2 separate regions of the Triticum aestivum genome follow, and region 1 is linked to region 2. The links are chromatin contacts, called in public HiCAR-type maps. All regions are on one chromosome and are shown on one strand. Each heading gives the region's core, a stretch centred on a gene start, on an enhancer-like site or on the middle of the called end of the contact. The rest is flanking DNA. Distances are from core to core; before and after follow the strand shown. Region 1 holds the start of LOC123188205 (copper transporter 4). Region 2 holds the start of LOC123188202 (protein N-lysine methyltransferase METTL21A).

Region 1 (5,266 bases), core at 675-3,174, 520 kb before region 2:
ATCCTTTTGTTATATATCTATATGGCATTGTTGGCATGTTATGAAGTGTCTGCATGAAGAACATAGACATGCAAATTGGAGCAGCTCGTGCGATATCTAAACAGGATGTCACTTATTTTTGCCTTCTGATGATTATACCGTGAATTTGAGTCAGTCTGGTTAAACTGACGGGAGTTGTAGTTAGCTGTAGAAGTAGCTGAGTGCCCCTCCTCTTTCTGGCCTTGTGCCTACATTTATTGTTCTCCAACTCCGGTAAAAGAGTTTCTTTTGGCCTTGTGCTCTAGCTGTCAACCGTGTTAAATCAGCGAATTTGTAACAGTGCTTATTATATTATACGTCATGTGGAAAATTTGATGAATTCTGAAAAGCAGCGACAAAATCCATCTACAGAAGCATAGGAACTCCACAAAACTATGATACAGTGTGCAACTATAGATGTAACTCGCACTGGAGCAATATTCAACATATTGTACGACCTGGTGCCTGCTTATCAAGAATAGAATCTGGTGCCCAATTAGAAACAGAAAAGCATCTACAACCATAGGTAGCTAATCCGAGACATAATATCTGCAGACGCGCCCGCGGACAACGGGCATCAAATCTTGTTATTTGCAACCACAGCTCCTATTTTCAAGACATTTGCGTCGATCATTTTGGCCAAACATAGTTTTGTGCACACGAATACAAATTGTTTGCACTTAATAATACAAATTTTAAACATAGTTCAAACATATATATTGATCTCGCGGTTGTCGGTGCATCTCCAGAAGCTCTCTGCCTCTTGTTCCGGGAGGCGGATCAGAACACCGGACTTTTCGAAATCATGTGTGTGCGTTGCCCCTTCACCCTCATCCTTGTCAATCATGAGGGAGAGACCTCCATGTGGGGTCTAATTCGTTTGAAAAATTAAATTTGAGAATTCCGTCAGGTTGTGTTTTTTATAAAGTTATGTCGAACCAAGGAGGAGGAGTACTAGAATAATCTATTTTCTAGAATGTACTCCGTACATATACTTCCCATATTCAGTATCCATCCGGGTCTTAATAAAACAATTTCCAGCATCTAATCATGTCAGCTTAAGGTTTGGGCTCAGCCTCCGAGGGAACGAGAGCACCGTTCTGTGGCGCGTCACCCGGAGTCGCTTGGCGGAACACGGCGCTCCGCGCGAGGAGGAACCCGATCGCGTGTCCGGCGACGGCAGCGAGGAGGACGCCGACGTTGAACGACATGACAGCCAGCATCACCAGGTAGGCCAGCGCCATCTTCACCGCGTGGAGCCCCGTGAGCGCCAGCACCACGGCCGGCCGGCGGCTGGAGACCCCCCTCGACGCCGCGGAGAGGGCCTCCACGAGCGCGGCGAGCGTGAGGACGATGAAGAGGCAGAGGACGTACATACCTGCGCCGGCACGGTCTCCGGGCCAGTCGCGGAAGAGTACCTGCGCTCGGTGCCCCCAGAAGAAGGCCGCGTGCATCACTGGCATCGTCCCCATCCCAGCCATGTCGGCTGCCGGCGGCGGACCCATCGGTCCCATCGGCCCCATCGGCCCCATCGGACCCATCGGCCCCATCGGAGGCATGCCTGCGGGCGGCGGTGGCGGCATCGGCATGGCCATTTTCCGGTGAGTTGAGCAGAAATGTCGGGTCGACGAGTTGGTGGGCAGTATAATTAAAAAGAACTCGCCCAGTGACTCTTGTCTATTGGAAAGCGAGGAATTCTACCAGAGAATGGAAAGACATAATAAAGGCATACATATCTATCTAACAAGAAAGAAAATAGGAACAAGAACAAGGAAGAGATAATAGCGATAGGGGCATTAGATACCGTGAGCTTTGGGATAGCAGATAGAGGATGTCTTCCTGGTTGCTGCCGGTGTAGCTGTCTCTTCCAAACAAGGCTGCTGCTCCGATTCTTCCTATAACCAGCCTTTATATTGACCTACGGACTGTGAGTCTTATCTTCTCGCAAAAAACAAAAGGACTACGAGTATTATCGAACTGGTGCCATGTATTTCAATAGTTCCAACTTTCCATAAAAAAAAAGAGTTCCAACTAAAAAACAATTATTAGGATGGATTTCCAAGTTTGAGCGCTAGATTTCAATTGGCACTAAAAGCTACTTTTCAGACATGGTATTACTACTAAAAGGGTTGCGCGCGTTTTGCCGCGCCGTTGGCGTTGTTGGATTTCTTAAAAAAACACTATATTTCAAAATATAAGGTGTATTACTTTTCTAAAAAGACAAACCTTCTAAGTTTGATCAAATTTATAGATAAATTTATCAAAATCCATAATATCGAATCAATATTTTTAAATTCATCATGAAATGAATTTTCATAGTCATTTTGTTTAATATTATGGATGTTGATAGTTTTGCTCTGAACTTGACCAAAGTTAAAGAAATTTGACTTTCTGAAAAACTAATACCCCTTATATTTTGGAATTGGTTGAATATTTAGTTTGGTGGGCGGGGAAGTAATAGAACATGTTTCTTTTATAATGCATTGATTTGGTGCACCTTTCGTGATGTGATTCTATGTTATCCGCTAACCAACCTATATTTATGTGAAGAAATTTTTGGACCGGTAGTTGCATATAACATATTGGTGCTACAATATCACATGGCGACGCTTCTTTTTTCTAGGTGCTGGGAGGGTGCGCGGGATTGATATGTTTTTATAGGCTGGTTGTCGCCCGTTGATTTGAAAAATCGTTGGCCCGGTCAAAATCGTAAACCAAATGCAAAATTAAATATCTCAATTGAATGAAAGAGTTTCAAAATTAGAGAACATAGTGAATTAAAAAAATTGAATGGGAGAGCTCGAGAAATTGTTGACCCGGTCAAAATCGGATGTCATGATTTTAAATTGAATACATCAATTAAATGTGAGCGTTAAAAATCAGGAAGCATAGTGTATATTATAAAATAATTGAATGAGAGAGCTTGAAGAAATTGTTGAGCCGGTCAAAATCGGATGACCCAATTATAATTGGAGACCTCAATTGAATGTGGACTCTTTAAAACTAGGGAGATTAGGATTATAGAAAATTAATTGTGAGCCTTAAAAATTAGGAAGCATAGTGTATAGTATAAAATATTTGAATGAGAGAGCTTGAAGAAATTGTTGATCCGGTCAAAGTCGGATGACCCAATTATAATTGGAGATATCAATTGAATGTGGGCTCTTTAAAACTAGAGAGCTTAGTGTTATAGAGGATTATCGTGGAAATTTTTGGACATGGTATTTTATCACTAGTTGTATTTTGAACCATGTGTATTCAAATATTATACTTTAGACTATGGAAATGATAACATTCTCTCAGCAATTGTGTTGGTTGTCGTTTGATATCCTGGCACGAATCACAACGCAAGGCTGCTGTTACGTCGGTTCTCAGAATCGATCGCTATAACCAGCTTCTTGTCGAACATCCCCTCCTTTATTCTCCCCACACAAAAATTATGGCAAAGGCGCGTGAGTGGTGGCTCAATCCGGTGACCTCCTGAATGAAGGAGGGGCGGGCTAAGATGTTTTGAATCTGATTTTCATTTTGAAATTTTCAGTTGAATTTTTTTTCAAAAGTTTTCCATGTTTTGAAAGATCCAGAATTCCTAATTTTTGTCATGTGCCCACGACACAATCCAAAAAGCTGCCATATTTTTTGGAGAACAATTTTCAAAACTTTTCATATGCATTTTTTAATTTTTTGGCATGTGCCCATTAAAAAATCTCAAAGTTTTCATGTTTTTAGAGGAGAAATTTACAACATTTTCTTTGTGCATTTTTATTATAGGTAGCATGCCAATTCATGATTTAGATGTTGGGCATTTTTTAAATTAGTCCATGATAATTTTAATTATTTAGACCATGGGCAATTTTTGTAGATTGCGTGGCAATTTCATTCTATTTAGACCGTGCCAATTTTTTCAGTTAGACCATGGCAATTTTTCTCATTTACACCTTGTCAATTTAATTAATTATGCAATCGTAATTTGTTATTTACATCATGATAATTTTATTAATTAGACCTTGGAAAATATATTAATTAGACAATGGCAATTATTTCAGTTAGACCATGGCAATTTTTCTCATTTACACCATGTTAATTTAATTAATTATACAATGGTAATTTATTATTTACATCATGATAATTTTATTAATTAGACCTCGGAAAATTTATTAATTAGACAATGGCAATTATTTAGAACTTTACACCATGATAATTTTGCTAATTAGACTCTTCACAATTTTCCGTGCCTTATACAATTTTTCATCATCTTTGGACCATGATAATATTATTGGACTTATCTAGATAAAACATTTTTCCTATTGAAGTTGCCATCGAATCAATTATGTTTTTTTGCACGTTAGAGCATGGCAATTTTAGTTTTTGTAGATACCATGCCATATTTTGCTTTCAAATATACCATGGTTAAATTTTAAATTAGAGGATGGAAGTTTTATAAAGTTTTAGCATGGCAATTGTAAATTTTTGTTTGTCTGCCTTTTATGCGTTGTTTTTTGTATTTTTATAGCATTTTAAAAATAATGAGGTAAGTGGGCCACCTCATTTTTTCCTTGGTGCTTCATAAGTCAGCCGAGGGTTCACGTGAACAATCGCTATAGCGAACGTTAAAAAGGGAACATGGTGTTCACTCGCGGACAAACGACATTTGTTGTGGTCCTTAGACTATTATGTCCACCGATATTTTCGCACTTTGGGCCAAGCCAAGTAGATTTGCATGAACTGAAACAGGCATCCATTCTAGCATCACCTGTCAATTAGACAAGTTGTGCCCTACTTGATGCCAGATTGTAGAAGTACTTGTTTGATAAGTCAAGTTGTGCTTCATTAGTGCAAAGTGTTAAGGAGCGTTAGGTTGCAACTCTTATTCTCTTCGTCTAGACCACACAAGTCCAGTTCATAAAGTTCATTGGTCTCTATACTCCTATACTTCTAAGATTCTAGTGAACCAGACAACTACCTTCGGATAAGCTTGCTTAGATGCAACTCCTAGCAGCATTCCCTCCTATCTATGGGCCTCATGTAAAACGAAAGGGTAATAATCTTGATGGGCTGTCAGGCACATCAAATATGTAGTGTATTTCTCTTAAATTTTTGGTTTCATAGGCAAGGAACAAAGTTCACATCTACGGGACATCAGAGCACCTCCAGCAGAGCAACAAAAAACTTCCCTGATAGAGCTCTTCCAATAAATTTATTAGGGTTCATAGGTATGGTGCTATAGCGAGTAAATTGCAAAAACCCA
Region 2 (4,599 bases), core at 286-2,785:
CCATGGTATCAATAGATCAACGTAATCTTCTTCCCAATATCAATACTTGCATTCATCCACACAAATTTGAGCAAACAATGAGCTACCGGAATTGCGCCGAATCTGGTGAACAACCAAATCCAAAGAAGTACATACCCCATCTTTTTTACACTTGAATAACACCCATCCAGGATGTTCCGGTGTGGTGGAAACTCGACGCACCACCTGCCACAGGCAGTCGCCGCACCCCGGGCGACGGCCGAGCGTTTCTCTGCTGGTGAACCATCGACGGTAGAGATCCGAGCGGCTAGAGGCCGATTCAATACTTGCATGTGGTGTGGAGGCATTGTCGGGGCTGTATGGTCTCATACTCAGCCAATTCATAGCAAAGGCGCACCGGGCAGCCAGGTGCGTCAAATCTGGCGGCGACGGCGGCAGCCTCAGATTTATTGGTTGTGCGTGAGCGACGGGGCAGGAGAGGCCCAAATCCGGGCGGTCAAGGACAACAGCGGAGCCTACAGGTGTGCGCGGTGGCGAGCGGTGGCCGACGGGGGTTGGGCACGACGGCACCGGCGTAGATGCGGCACGGGAGCACGGCGGGGGAGACAACAGAGTGGAGGAGAGTTTTTCCTCCAAGCCCGAGCGCCGAGTAAAACTAGGGACGGCGGAGGCGAGTGAGGATAATAATTTATCCCCGCCATCAGCTATTGGGGATCGGTTAGGTGCGGTTAGAAGAGTAAAACCGAATGTTTACTCCTCTAACTAGTTATAGGGGGTCAGTTAAAGTTGCCCTTAGAAATTAAAAAAATCATCAAAACAAGTCGAATATATATGACATTCAACACATATGAGTGCAACTAAAGCCAACAGTTTGGCATTGCATGTGAACGCTGATACACAGAATTAGGGCAACCTATTTATACGAGTCTAATGTCTACATTCTCACGGCTACAAATTTCACAAACAATTTTCCAAAAAAAATGTCTGACGGAGTAAAATGAGCCTCCAACGGTCAAGGCTGAAATCCCGAGGACGTAAGCGACGCCCCAGAACGGGAAGGGTCGGATTCCTTGTTAAGGCGAAATAGAGACACACCACCCACTCGACCGCGAACATGGCGCTACTCACGAGGCCCACCAAGCCTAAGACTTTGCGCTGGAAACGGCGGATAGACTCCTCGTCAGGCTCCGCCGTCGCAAGGAGGCCCTCGTCGATAGCGTTCTCGAGGTCGGCCATTATCTGCTTTCCTCGATCTCCTTGGTTCTCTCTTTTTTCCTTGTCGATGTATCAATCTGTTGCCTTTTCTCTTGAATAAAAGGTATCGATCAGTTGGATGCCCTTCGTAGCTCGCTTGGAGAGCTGCAGCTCGACTCCTCCTGCATATATATTGTGCAGGTAAAGAGGGTTAGACTTGACCGACATCTGGAGGGTTAGAGAATCCGGACCTTGTTTGATTTCAGAAAAGACACGACGGGAGGCTGAGACGGGCCGGGACAGGATACTAAATCGTGTCAAACAATGAACAAAACAAAAGACGAAACAGGCTGCCACGGGCCTCAGCTGCAACCTGCACACATCGTGATGCTATTTATTAATCCAATGGCTGTGATAGCTGAGTTTTAGCAAAACCGCCCAAACGGGCAACCAACAAACTCTGTTCGCATTTCAAAAAAAAAAACTCTGTTCGACCACTATAATGGCGGCCGCCGCCACAGCCACCGCCGCCGCCGCATGTTCGTCCAACGTCTCTGTTTCCGACGCCACCAACGCATCTCCCTCCAACACACCCGCCATATCCTCTGCTTCCGACTCCGACTCCGACTCCGAGGATCTCCGACTCCTCCTCCCAAACCTCCTCCCCGCTTCCGCCGCCGCCGCCGCCGCCCCCTCATCCGAGGGGCAGCTCCACCAATTCCACCTCCCCGCGCTTCCGTCCCCCATCACCGTCCGCACCATCCCTTCCCTCGGGCTCACCTTCCAGCTCTGGCCCTCCGCCACCACGCTCCTCCGCTTCCTCCCAGCCTCCCCGCATCTCCTCCCGCGCCCGCCCACCGCCCACTGCCCGCTCAGCATCATGGAGCTCGGCTCCGGGACCGGCGCCGCGGGCCTCGCCCTGGCGGCGGCCCTCCCGGCGCACACCGTCCTCTCCGACCTCCCCGCCGCGCTCCCCAATCTCCGCCACAACGCCTCCCTCAACGCGCCCCTCCTCGACTCCCGCGGTGGCTCCGTCTCCGTCGTGCCGCTCCCCTGGGGCGATGCCGCCGCGATGGGGGCCGTGGTGGCCCCAGCGCCGGCGTCTCGGTTTGACCTCGTCGTGGCGTCGGACGTGGTCTACTACGAGGAGTTGGTCGACCCCCTGATAGAGACGCTGCGGTTCTTCGTGAAGGGGGATGTGGTGTTCCTGATGGCGCACATGAGGAGGTGGAAACGCACGGATAAGAAATTCTTCGGGAAGGCCAGGAAGGTGTTCGACATTGAGGTTTTGCACAAGGATCCACCCCCCGAAGGCTGGCGCCATGGTCCGGTGGTCTACCGCTTCACAGCGAAGAAGCAGCGTGACAAGAAGTGAAAGAAGCAGCTTCTCCAAAAGGTAATGGATGTAATGTTTGCTTGCTTATGCCCATGCTGATTCTACTGTACTGCTAGAGTTAAACACAAAATGTTTCTTGCAAACGATGTGACATTGTGCAACCGAAGACAAAATTAAACAGGAAATCTTTCTTCCGAGCTTGGAACAGTATCACATTGTGCAACTGAGGACGAGAATTTAGTTGTATGCTGGTTTCGATTGTTCGGGTGCTTCTGCTGGCCCAATTTATAGTTGATTTCGTGGTACATGATCAAAGTGTTGGATTGTAGTTCCAAATTTCATGAACCCTCGCCTAAAATAATACATTGCCTGAACTCTATGGTTGTTGACATTTTACACAGTTGCTTCGCAAGCAACGGGGCATAGCAAATTTTGTAGTTTGAGCTTTGGGCATGTCCAGTGGCGGAGCCAGGATTGGAGCAAAACCCGGGCCCAAAAAATATTGGCGAGATTGAAAATCTTTACCGCCTATAACTACCCTCAAAGTACCTCATATCTACGCAAAAAAATACCACATGTGAAAGCATACAATATGGCTCAATTGCACAATCGATCTAGAATTGAAACCCAATGCTTATGGATCCTTAAATCTGTAAAGCTACATGCTACATAGTATGAATTAACCTTTTGCATTACACCCTTTTTGTCAAAAGAAAACAAACTTCACTTGTGTACTTAACATATTAGTAATGCTTTACCTGAAAGAAATATGTCAGAAGTTCTTCTCAAGTGTATTGATTTCCTCGGACGAAAAATTCTGCTGCTGCAGCTTTTTGGTACCGTGCACAAGGTCAAGCAAACAGCTCCTGTGAAGAAAATGAACATATACTGAATACATTAAATCTGTTTCAATTTGAAGCAGAAAAATTGAGCGGATCTTAGACATCGTTGTGTCCACATCAGTTTGAAGTCTGAACCAGCAAATGCATTGAATGTATGAAGAATAAATCTTCAGAAAGGTGTTCGAGTTTTCACCATCATATAATCAAACTGGTCAACACAATAGTCGCCCGGAGCAATCTGTCCAGAAGGGCGGGGCGACGCCCCGGCGGCGCAGGAGAGGCGGCCTCCACGGCACGCGTTGGGGAGCGGGGAGCAGGGAGCCGGGAGGGGAGCACCACTGCACCGGTGCGAGGGGAGGGACGGCTGGCCGGGAAGCAGTAGAGCCAGTTCGCAGCCGCTCGTTGCACGAGTTAGGTCGAGGCCGCTCCTCGCGGGTCGAAGGAAACTGGGAGGACGGAGGACGAGACCACCTCTTCCGTGGTTGCGTACAGTGCTTGCTGGGCTAGACCCCGGGCCCAACTTGAAATCTAGGTAGTTGGGCGTAAAACAAATTTCCCACGCACCGGGCCTGGGCCCTAGGTGCCCGGGTCCTGTCTCCACCCCTGGGCATGTCAAGTTTGTTTTATTCAGCGTTACCGTGGTTTAATACTGTTATTACTTCAATATGATGGACCTCCAGTGAATATCTCAATGACATGGTGCCTCTGTGTATTAATAACGAATATGGGCATGTAAGATCTTATTTTACTTGACCTTAATTTACTCAGTGTTCCGCATCTTTTGTTTGGTGTTCTGGTATGAGTCAGAAACAATATTCTATACATACTATTTTTCATTTTAGTGGTTTATCTATTTGGTAATTTGCTCCCTTTTGTTATGGGGTACAGATATAATTACGTAGTTTATTACTTCATTTCGTTATGGGGGTATAAACATGTTTGCATTATGGTAACAGTCCCAACACTTGAATAGTTCGGTGTAAGGTCGATTCAAATAGGACACATCTACATCTAGTATCTCAATGCGCAGTTGAGAGAGTGAAAGGGAACATAGTTCAACAAAAAGGTAACCGAAGATAAGCAGGAAGGACATATGCTCAGTGGTGTTTGTTCACTGTATTTATGGTTAGTAGGTTGTGAGAGTAGGCCTTCACCTGATGTAGTGCCAGAATTGATTTTAAATTTTATCGTCATGTGATGAAATATCCAAATACAAATGCGCAATTGTCTTGCTGAATAAAAATGAAC

The links. HiCAR-type assays count read pairs that join an accessible place to other places.
Region 1: a HiCAR-type map of leaf shows a contact between it and region 2, with 9 times the contacts expected there. The contact joins the promoter of LOC123188205 here to the promoter of LOC123188202 in region 2. A contact is called at or near these places in 4 of 5 Hi-C or Micro-C datasets (leaf, root and an unstated tissue) and 1 of 1 datasets of contacts at active chromatin or transcription factors (leaf).

What each region holds. Positions count from the first base shown.
Region 1 is chr2A:176,117,694-176,122,959 of IWGSC CS RefSeq v2.1, reverse strand. LOC123188205 (copper transporter 4) reads right to left here and starts at 1,924. Exons shown (of 3, transcript XM_044600243.1): 1 at 1,823-1,924; 2 at 139-1,579. The coding sequence starts at 1,577. The coding sequence ends at 1,077. It overlaps LOC123188206 (a long non-coding RNA gene), which reads left to right. Exons shown (of 3, transcript XR_006494370.1): 3 at 1-266.
Region 2 is chr2A:175,595,795-175,600,393 of IWGSC CS RefSeq v2.1, reverse strand. It overlaps LOC123188202 (protein N-lysine methyltransferase METTL21A), which reads left to right and starts at 1,535. Exons shown (of 1, transcript XM_044600240.1): 1 at 1,535-2,755. The coding sequence starts at 1,676. The coding sequence ends at 2,548. LOC123188204 (a long non-coding RNA gene) reads right to left here and starts at 3,878. Exons shown (of 3, transcript XR_006494368.1): 1 at 3,545-3,878; 2 at 3,268-3,375; 3 at 808-1,355. It overlaps LOC123188201 (L-type lectin-domain containing receptor kinase IX.1-like), which reads right to left. Exons shown (of 1, transcript XM_044600239.1): 1 at 4,497-4,599.